Regions from separate parts of the Zea mays genome. Here region 2 is linked to region 1. Evidence: chromatin contacts called from public Hi-C data. All regions are on one chromosome and are shown on one strand. Each heading gives the region's core, a stretch centred on a gene start, on an enhancer-like site or on the middle of the called end of the contact. The rest is flanking DNA. Distances are from core to core; before and after follow the strand shown. Region 1 has its middle 20 kb from the start of LOC118476680. Region 2 holds the start of LOC100381796.

What was found. Hi-C and Micro-C count contacts between places; a contact is called where the count stands out from the background.
Region 2: a Hi-C map of tassel shows a contact between it and region 1, with 3 times the contacts expected there. The contact joins the promoter of LOC100381796 here to the enhancer-like site in region 1. A contact is called at or near these places in 3 of 25 Hi-C or Micro-C datasets (ear, endosperm and tassel).

Annotation. Positions count from the first base shown.
Region 1 is chr3:90,769,251-90,774,809 of Zm-B73-REFERENCE-NAM-5.0, forward strand. No RefSeq gene overlaps it. Among protein-coding and RNA genes, the nearest start is that of LOC118476680, 20 kb to the right of the region's middle. Within about 2 kb of position 2,656, at least 18 of the 20 cell types and tissues checked have an H3K27ac peak or open chromatin away from gene starts, as enhancers often do. A contact at or near this core is called in ear, endosperm and tassel, where this site is marked.
Region 2 is chr3:91,028,009-91,033,567 of Zm-B73-REFERENCE-NAM-5.0, forward strand. It overlaps LOC100381796, which reads left to right and starts at 3,307. Exons shown (of 5, transcript NM_001174593.1): 1 at 3,307-3,682; 2 at 4,505-4,638; 3 at 5,139-5,559. The coding sequence starts at 3,336.

The DNA of each region.
Region 1 (5,559 bases), core at 1,406-3,905:
TTTGATATAATTATTATAATTTTTAGAATTTTTAAAAATATATTTGTTTATATTTTTAAATAAGAAAAGAAAAAAAGAAAAAAAACGAAAACCGAAAACCTAGCCAAACCGGCCATTTCGGCCCAATAGGCCCAACCGGCCGCACCCCCAACCCCCTCCTCCCTCTCTCCCTATGATGCGTGGGGCCCACCCGTCAGGGCCCCCTCGTCTTCCTCCCTGGCCACGCCGCCACACCCTCGCGCGCGCCTGGCCAAGCCGCCATGCCGCCGCGACCCATGCCCCTCGACGTCCGCGCCGAGCGCCCTCGGTCGAGCCCGACCCCGCGTTCCCTCCTCTCCCTCGCGTGCCCGGCCGTTTCCCTCTCTCCCTCCCCACGTTCTCCTTAATGACTGTTGGGACGAAGGCGAACACACCACCCTTCGCTCGTCGACTTTGTCCTCGCCTTGCGCAGGCGAAGGCTGGATCCATAGAGCCCGCCGGACAGGCCAAGGGCGCGAACCGGATGGAGGCCTGTTCGACCCCCTTCGCTCACACAAGACAAGATGACGACCCCGCCGAAGTCTACGGGACCTCCCACTTCCTTTCCACGGGGAGAGGCCCATGTACGGTTCGGCCCACAGAGTTGGGGCCCACGTGGACATGCGTGATTTGGGTCGTGTCTATAATAAAGTTTACCGTAATGACTGTCTGTAACCTCCCCTTGTGGGAATATTATGGGGATAAACCAGGTACTCAAGGGTCTAAATGTCTTTGACAGGGACAAGAAGCCCCTCGAGTACCTATAAATACCCCCGTACTATGCCCAGGCACAGGGAGATTAACGTGGCTTTTGACATCCCGTGTTAGCAGCACAAACTCTCTTCCCATTCCCCCGTTGGATCAACCTGTCTAAAAGGGTAGGTTCCAACATTTGGCGCCCACCGTTCGTGTGACGAAAAAACAACCTGCGATGGCCCCCAAGAGAGCAACTTCGAAGGCTACCGCATCCATTGACGACGCGACGAAGGCAGCACTACTGGCGGAGAAGAAAGGCAAGGCCCTCGCGGACACCACCCCCCAAGAGGCCTTCGAAGATAACGCTGTCAATAGCAAGAGACAGCGCCAGGACCACCCCACCCCCGATGGCACTGTACGCACCTGCAGTTCCGAGGGCGCACCACAAGCACCACCACTAGGCTTCGCTCCGCCAGAGGGCGAAGACACCATAGAGGATGGAGAAGTCATCAGCATCTCAGCCGAAGACCAGCTAAAGCTACGAGCTCTACGCATAAAAAACAACCATCTGCAAAAGCAGAAAGAAATCCTCGAAGCCAAGCGCCAACGAGTCACCATGCAAGCCAAGGTGTGTTACATGATACAAGATGAGGAGCAGAGAGCTCAGGAGCTAGAGCAAGAGATCACGCTCATACAAGGCGAAGGCCAATAAAACTTGCAGCGCGGACCCCTCGCACCGCCAACGCCTCTCCAGCAATACATTCAAGCCGGAGACCCATTCCAACCACAACGCGACGCCTTCATTCCACCAGCCGCCGCTTTCCAGGGGATCAACTATCTCGACGAGTGAAGTCCTCTGGCTCTGCAGCTCCAAGCATCACCCTAGCCCGTCAATTTCAGGGCCGGCACCTACCCGAAATACAACAGCAGCACCGACCCAGCTCAGTACATCATGAGCTACCAGGTCGTCGTCGCATCATCCGGAGGGGACGACGCCACCTTGGCCAAGTCCTTCATCATCGCACTCGAAGGCCTGGCCTTAACTTGGTACACCAAGTTACCGCCACTGTCCATCGAGTCCTGGAAAGGGCTTCGCGACAAGTTCCTGCTCAACTTTTGTAAGGCCCAAAATTTGTATAAGAAAAAAAAATAGTAAATTCAGAAATCTCGAATTATACTTGAGTACTGAGAATCGAGGACTGAATTTTGAAAACGAAGAATTATTTTGGAAAAATAGAAAAGTTTTCTATCCAACTAAATAATTATGCATATCATTAAATGATGCACCATGAGCATTTATTTGCATGAATATCAAATTTTGAAGTGACTTTTATTTCTCATCCCACATTCAAAATTTTATTTTTCTAAAAAGAAAGGAATAATATGAGTGTGTTTCATATTTCAAACATTTATCAAACAAATAAATTAATTAGAATAAATAGATATCTATTTGCTTCATAATTGATTTTGAGTATGTATTGAATTTGAATTTTTAAGTCAAAAAGGAATAATGTGTGAATATATTAATGAGATGAGAATTGGGATTTAACCCAAAGATACAATTTAGGAATTGGAAAATGGAAATAGGAAATAATATATATAAAGCAAGAGCGAAAACACTATGCAAAACAAAATAAATTTATAAATAAATAAAACTTATCCATGCTATGTTCAGAGGAATTGAACATATAAATGTGAAGACGAATTTGCCATGAACTTTGAATTTAAAATTGAAAATAAATAAGAAAAGAAATTGAGAAGAAAAGGAAATAAAAAGAAAAAGAAAATAAGAAAATAAGACGCGTCTTGGGCTGAATTCGTCACCCCGCGGCCCACCTCCTTTTCCCTCTCCCCTCTCCTTGGCCCAGGAATACCTCCGCCGGTGCTGACGAGTGGGCCGGTCTCACACGCACTCACTGCCACGCGGGTCCCGTCTGGCAGTCACACACGACGCGCGCGCGGATTGCTCCATGTTGTGGCGATGACGGATGGGCCTGCTAGGACAGCTCTATTGTCTTCCCCTGTTATCCACCTCCGTTCCGCATGGCCAGCCTTCCATTCCGGAATCTGCCGCGATCTGTTCAATGGGATACCCCTCGATCCGAAACCCGCGCTGGCCTGAGTCTATCCTCCGGTGCTATCACTGGCACATGGATCGCGTGCTCAGTTTGTTCATCCCGGCGCGAGTCGTTCTCACGGAACGCCGTACTGGGCGGAGCCGGAGCTCAACTGCCCGCGCCAATCGCGGTTCGGTAGGTAGTAGATTTGGAACCGAGCTCCGCCAGGATTTAAGCGCTGGTCGGGCTTCCTGTTACCTCTCCTGCCTACCCTTGTGCAAAGCCGTCAACACCACCGCGTGTAGGGAGAGATTTGGGGAGGAAAGAGCGCCGCTCGGCCGTTTTCGCACCCACCACCACTAGTGACCTCCGTCCGCATCGACTCTCCTCTAGGTGTTTGGACCCGTGGCTTCATCGTCGGGTCTGAAGTGCACGCGGGGAGTCACTGGGCTTGGGGAGCCGGCCAAACATGGGAAATTTCTCATCGGAGAAGTCCTCCGCCACCGAACCTTGGGGCTGCCGCGGGGCGATTCTCGTGCGCCGCCGCACGGGACGAATTGGGTGGTCTAGACAAACTGCCGCATCATCCCGCGTGTAGGCGTATGTTGGCCGTGCGAAGAGACCCACCCGAAGTGCCCTAATTGCTCGTCGATGTCGGATGTTCCGCCGCCATGCTACTGCTCCCGTGGGCGGCAGCGCCCGCGCTACAGCACCGGGGTAAACACCTACCAATTAGCTCGTAATAATCTCCCCTGCGTATTGAACCTTCCGGTTGGGTAAATGGGGCTCCGGGGCACCAGGCGCGCTGCTCGCCGCCGGTAGCTCCGCCGCGGTACTCGCACGTCTCCACGGCAGGCAAACTGAGGGAAGAAGATCGGGTCCTGGCCATTGGATCTTTTGCCAACGCGTTGGATTAGATGTGAGGGTATCCTTTGCCTACTTTGATGGGTGAGCGTCGATCTGGGATCATGTGGCTCGGTGTGGTGGGGGTGTGGCATATCCTCGGCCCTTGATCACGAATCCAACGCAGCATGTCGTATACCAATTTAGATGTGAGAGGTTTCTAATCCAAACCCTTGATTCGCGATCTGGCGGCTCAGAAAGACCCGTACCCCTTCACCATGCCACTTTTGCGTAAGAGCCCCAGATCTTCACAGTAATCAACCCGCAGTCCTCTCTGGTAGGAATCTGAGTCTAGGGAATTTTTGTAGATCAATCCCTGCACTATTCCGTATTCGATGCGCAGTCAAGTGACCAAGGAAATTGAGAAAAACATTATGGAAAGTGATTTATAGTACAAAAATAATTGTAGGAACTTGTATAATTCATAGAAAATTCAACTAGCTCCTTTTTAATCCATTCTAGTTCCTATAATTTTGTATTAATATTGTTTAATACTTAGTGTATCTGTTTTGTCATGAAAATAATAATAAAATTGATCTCCTAATTAATCTCATATCAAATACATACAAACTTTGGAAATTCATAACTTCTTCGTTTGAACTCCGATTTGATCCGTTCAAGTTGCGTTAGTCCCGTATAAATATTTACTACGTAGTAACAACATTTATTATATCATGTCTCATTCTTTTCTAATTAGATCTTTATTTAATTTATGTGGGATAGTCTTGTTAATCTACTTATCATTATAGTCTACTAGAAGATGATCTATGGTCAATTCATAACCTAGATTAAAGTTGAGATAATTTATTTATAGAATAACCTCTCATATGATTTATATTAACCAATTTATAATATATTTTAATATTTTAATCACATAAATCCTCTATAAAATCATAACTCCTTAACCGTAACTCCGATTGTAGTGGTTCTTGTTCCCACGATCTCGTAGCTTCGCGTAAATTATTATTATTCAGTTTGTACTTATGTTTGGTGTGATGTTAATGTTGTATATACCATGTTTGTTTGTATTGCTACGACTAGCAGTGAGGTCACGAGGATCTGAAGAGTCATCCTGGTACATGGATTCTCAAGTGCCAAACAAGTTGTGCCCTTGATGTATTTGTCGGTGTTTCGGACCCGCGAGGACCCTCAACCGACTAGTGAATTTGACGTTGCGTGTCCCTGCCCAGATGGGTTGATGCAAGATGAAACACAAGAGGGAGGATGGGGCTTATATTATCTTGCACCGGGGTGCTCGTAGTAGGGGTTACAAGCATCGCGAGAGAGAGAGGGTTCGGCCTTGAGGTGAGCCATCAGAGTTAGGCTCCTTCACGTCCGCCCTCCTCCCTCTCTACCTGCCTGCCTCCGGGAAGGCCCTGGACATCCCCTTTTATAGATACAAGGAGATGGTCCAGCTGTACATGGGGGTGTAGCTATGTGCTAACATGGCCGGTGGAGAAGTACTTGAGCCCTGTAGAAGCGCAGCTGGCGGTGCGACCTGGGTCCTGCTGACGTTTCCTTGCATTCGTAGAGAGCTGAGAACAATCGACGTCATGGACGCATGCAGGGGACCATCATTACCTGTTATTGGAGTAATTTTATGTGACACCGGTATTGTTCCTTCGTAGCCTAGGGTGGCTAGCTAGGAGTAGGGCAATGATGTATCTCCTGTAGCGTAGTCGGTCCGAGGCCGAGGTCGGGCGAGGCGGTGACTTCTCCTGAGGCCGAGGCTGAGGTCGGGCGAGGATGTGACTCCTCCCGAGGCCGAGGCTGAGGTCGGGCGAGACGGGGACCTTCCCCCGAGGCCGAGGCCTGGGTTCGGGCGAGGCGGAGACCTTTTCCGAGGCCGAGGCTGAGGCCGAGGCCTGGGGTCGGGCGAGGCGGA
Region 2 (5,559 bases), core at 2,057-4,556, 260 kb after region 1:
AAATTACCTTTAATCCATGATCCTTTTATGACATAATCTATGCTTATGTGTGTATCTTTGCGATTTTCATAATTTTCGAAACACTTCTTGTTATTTTGGATATATTGGATGTAATTGTTCTTACATTCGAGAAAATGCTCCATATACTTTTGAGAAAATAAAAATTGAGTCCATTACTTTATGTAGGACTTCCATAGTATCTAATGTGCTTTCTGCTAATATGCACAACATAAAGTGTGCTTCATATCATATACATTGGATGCAATGTGGAATCCTTCGTGTGATATCCTTTGTAGGTATTTTCATTATGTGCTTCAAGATTTACTTCTTATAAATTTAAAAGTATTCTGGGCCTTCATGCATTTTTCTTAAAACATTACTATGTATAAAAAATATACATCTATACAATGAGGAAAATTACTTCTTGTAATTTCTTGTTGCACCTTAAATACAAATTCATAATTATAATAACATGCTAAGTAAGTAGTACAATATATAAATGTATACATAGAGAATAACTCCGATCCCAATTTATTTATCTTGCATGAAAATATTTCGTATATTTTTCAGCATGGTTATTTTTGAACTTCTTCTATAGTTCAAGAGGTACTGCAGAACCTTCTCTTTTTTATGGTTCATTGTGCACTGTGCAATTTTCTGATAAAATTTATAAAGCATGTAAGGCATTCGAGGTCCATTTCAGCCCACAAGGGTGACCGATGGCGACATAAGGGTTTCCCCTAGTCAACCACCATCTTTACTTCTCGGTCCTCCCCTCTCTTTTTTTTCTTCATTCTCTCCCGCGCATTCCCTCTCCCTTTTCTTTATTTTTTCTCTCAGTCTTTCTTTTTCCTTGTTCGATGCACACATGGAGTGATTTATTCGATGGACAAGGAAGGTAGAGACGACTGCGTTCGCACGTCTGACAGTTTCCAAGCCGTAGCGATTGCTAGCACGCTAGCCTTCCCCGTTGTGTCGGCGGCGTTGGTGCGGACCTGCGGCTCTGGCTTCGCCTGTGTGGCAGCGACAAAAGCGCTCGCGAGCGGTGGCTCGGACAGGCGGGGCTGGATTATCTATGAGGCGACGTGGGCTTACGGCACACACGAGCGGCGGTGCACCAACTCACCATCAAAGGTGCGGCGGCGGCTGACGCGTCGGCTCTGGTCGGCGACGTATGTGAGTGACAGCCGCACACTGTGGCTTTGGCTGGCGGCGCGGGTTTCCTGCGAGGCGGCAGCACGATCCAACGGCTCAGGCTCACAACGTACTTGAGTGGTAGCACGCTAGTTTGCCAGCAAAGATGCAGCAGTGCGGCCTGCACATCGCCCGCCATGTGCAGCGGAGGCGACATCCGTGGCAGCAGCGCTATGCTCGAGCACCATATCGCCGAGGCGTCTAGTTGGTTGTTTGCCTGCTTGTGCGGTGCCGGAGTAGATAACTGGTACTACAAAACACAATATATAAAATACATGTATTCAATACCTTTTTCACTGTTTTTGCTCGATCTTCTTAGTAGAGCCTCGTGCTTATAACGTGTTAAGAACCTTTTGCTACCGTGTGTAGTCCAAAGACTTCTAACACATAAACAAATGAGACAAAGATATGGAAGAAACTGATATTCTTATTCATATATTCAGCTCTTAAGGTTACAATATATAGTGTGTAGTCTAAAGGCTCCTAACACATAATCATATGAGATAAAGATAGAAAAAAACTGATATTCTTATTTATATATTCAGCTCTTAAGGTTCTCTCGTTGTAGTGCAAAGCTAAGTTTTAACTAGATGAGCTACGTAGGCCTTCAGGCCCAAGACTGGTTTCTCAACGCATCCGACTGCTCAGCTCCCCACGACGGCGGACGCACACGGGACACGCCAGGACATGACATAACACGCGCTGGCTACAGTATACAGTCGCGCTCCCCTCTCTCTCACCTCGCACTACACGTGCAGCATTTACTTCATTGGCCGAATTTGCTCACACATCATTCACCGTGTGGGTTTCTGTACCGCCCCCAGGCCTCCACTGCCTCTTTGCTCGCAAGGCGCCGCCCGAGTGTTTTTTTCTACCGGCTCCTGCCTCTGTGCTGTGAGTTGCAGCGCGGCATGGGCGCCGGACATGACTCCTTCCTGGTTCTTTGACGTGCTCGCCGTTGCATGGTCGTGTACCGTCATCGGTCGCCCGTTCATCCAGGCCTCGGCGCCGTACGCCCCTCTCGTTTCGTGCAGAGAAGAGCAAGCGCACCGCTGCCGACACTACAGTGCGCATCCGTCCTAGCCGCCGGCCAAGGTCGAGCGAAGCAGCCGCCTTTCCCTTAGACTGTCTGCAGCGGCTCACGCTGCTGCTCCCCCTCCCCTCGCGTAGAGGCAACAGGTAGCCTCTAAACGCTGCAGCGCTGCCCCTACGGTGCTCTCCACGACGCAGCGCACACGCTCACCTCTTCTCTCTCCCGCTGGATGCAGCGCGCACTCGTCTACTCTTCCTTGTACTGTGCTGTGGGTCCGGTTCTAATTGTTAGTACAAGAAAAATTGATAGTGGATAAAAAGTAGTATATGAAATAATATTTTATGGTTGTAGTGAGATATAGGGGGAGAAAATAGAGGGAACCGCTGCGGTAGATGAAATAATAGAGGATGAAATGTTGATGATGTGACGCAAAAAAAGTGTTATAGGGGAGAAAATTTAAGGGTAACCGCTGCGGACAGTCTTATGCACGTCAACCGACCAACACCCGCCACTGTGGCCACGAAAGCATCATGCACAGCGGCAGTGCAGCGACTCTTCTCACGAGGCCCAGCGTTGAACGACGATGAGAGGGCAGTGGCGGTATGGTATGGTAAAAGTCATTGAACCACCGAATGTTGAAGACGACGATAGATTAGATATTTTCTCCACCTTCTCCAAAATCGACCTTCTCCAAAATCGATCTATTCTCCCTTCTCAGTTCCGAAGGTGATTTGAATTCCAAACTAGATCTAAAACTGGAAAATAAATAAATAAAATATTCTGTATAATGTTTTTTAACAAAGAACCAAAAAGTTATAATAGTATGTAGCAAATTTCGAAATTGACAGTGTAAACTGCCAATTGCATGTTTCTCAAAAATCCCACAATTCATTTCACTTATCAGTCGCGTCGCGTCGCGTCGCGTCTCTCTCTCTCTTCCCCGACACGGAAGTCACTGTCCTCCGCGGCCCCACCCCGCCCCACCGCCACACACAACACACCGCACACTCCCCTGCGCCACCTTTTCTTCCACAGCTTCCAACGCCAGCCCGAGCTCCCATTCCAAAACATCACTCCCTCGCGAACCCCAAGAACTGCAGCGACGGCAATGGCGATGGCGGCGGAGGGCGCGGCGAGCGAGCCAGAGCTGGTGTCGATCCCGGCGACGCCGCACGGTCTGTCGACGCCGGAGGGCGCGGCCACGCCGACCGGAGCGGGCGGGGGCGGCGGCGGCAGGAGCAAGGGCTCCGGGACCCCAGGGCGTCGCGTGGTGGAGGGCCTGCGCGGGTACCTGGAGGACGTGGGCCACCTCACGCGCCTCGACCCGCGCGACGCCTGGCTGCCCGTCACCGAGAGCCGCGGCGGCAACGCCCGCTACGCCGCTTTCCACTCCCTCAACGCCGGCCTCGGCTTCCAGGCACTTCTCCTCCCGCTCGCCTTCCCGGACCTCGGCTGGTAAGAAAGCAGTCCACTGCTCCTGCTCGCCTCCATTCTCCGTTGCTTATTTCAAGTTAGCGTTGCTGCTGCTGCCATGCTTTCTCTGCTTTTGTTAATGGCGCCTTCTTTCTGAGGAGTGACTGGGTGATGTTGGTTGCTGTGTTTCAAGCTTTATTTTCCACTTCTTATTCACTTGCCTTGACCACGCCTGCCCGTGGGCCGTGTCAATGCCATTCGACTTGGTCGTGGGCGCCGGCACAAACCATTTTGATTGCTGAATTTGGGTGAGATGGCCCAGTCCTCACTCCACATCTGTCCAAAATACCAAACATAGAGACCTATTAGTAAGATCCATCTGGGGACATGAGTTTTCTTAACTCCCTATGATTAAGTCTGTTAATTTCAAGAAGGAAGACCGCAAGTAAAAGATCTTGAGGAGCAAGTTTGCTAATGTCTTTTTCTCAAATTTATTGTCTGGTAAACGTTTGCTACATTCAGTTATAATTCAGGTTGGTACTATTGCAGGCTTCATTTCATATGTTCATGAACTACTTTGGTTTCGTATTTTTTTCCTTCTCTGATTTGAAGTTTGTTGAATTGTTGTAATCATAGCATGTGTAACTTAGAACAAATAAAATGCAACTAATTGGTAAATTGTACTTTCTTTATCGCAACTGAAAAAGGGGAAAAAATCTTGTTCTCATTTTTTACCATTTGTTGTGGCTTCCAGTTGGGACTGGGTTTCAACCTTCTCAGCCAATGAAGTCTTCAATGAATTATTGTGGCTGAAGTTTAGAACCGTTTCTGACATATCACTGTTTATGACTGTTTGGACTGCAGGAGCTGGGGGATAATTTCATTGACTATTGCTTATTTCTGGCAACTGTACACACTGTGGATCCTAGTGAAGCTTCATGAGGCTGTGCCAGGCAGGAGGTACAACAGATATGTTGAGCTTGCACAGGCAGCATTTGGTGAGACATTCTCTCAACTATTTTTGCCAGTTCATGACAATTACTACTGATTCCTGGATCCATGAATGCCACTGACATGTCTTCAGTATATGAATGGGTAATCACTGTATGTCGCCACTGCCCAACTATTCTATTGACAGTTCTTGCTGCTTCCAAATAAGAGGTGGAGCGTGACTGATGGGGGTAGTGCCAGGCTAATCTAGGAATGCTCTTTTGTTTTCTTCGCATTTGGATCATGATCCACAGCTGCTTCTCTGTCAGATAACATATCGCTTTCATGTCATGCATTACAGAACGGCAGAAATATGTTACCTTTTGCTACCACCTTCTTATCAAACTATCCCTTTATCTACATGGAATTATTATTGCCTTCTGGTTGCACCAAACTGAGACATGCAATGTGGCTTTTGTCTATTTCATCGATAGCTACACCTACAAGTCACATGACGGAAAAGGATTTCCACCAATTATATACTCACAAATATATATTGTTCATCCAGGAGAAAAAATGGGAATGTGGCTGGCTCTTTTCCCAACTATTTATCTCTCGGCAGGCACTGCAACTGCACTGATCCTTGTTGGAGGGGAGACCATGAAGCTGTTCTTCCAAATAGTGTGTGGCCCACTCTGCTCGCCGAATCCCATTACGACAGTCGAGTGGTACTTGGTGTTCACATCCTTGGCAGTTATTCTTTCCCAGCTTCCGAATCTCAATTCAATCGCTGGTCTTTCACTCATCGGTGGGGCGACTGCGATAATGTACTGTACCATGTCATGGGTTCTCTCTGTCAGCCAACCGCGGCCACCGACAGTATCTTATGACCCAGTGACATCCAATTCTTTCGGTTTATCCCTATTCTCAATCTTGAATGCCCTCGGGATAATAGCGTTTGCCTTCAGAGGGCACAATCTTGCTCTGGA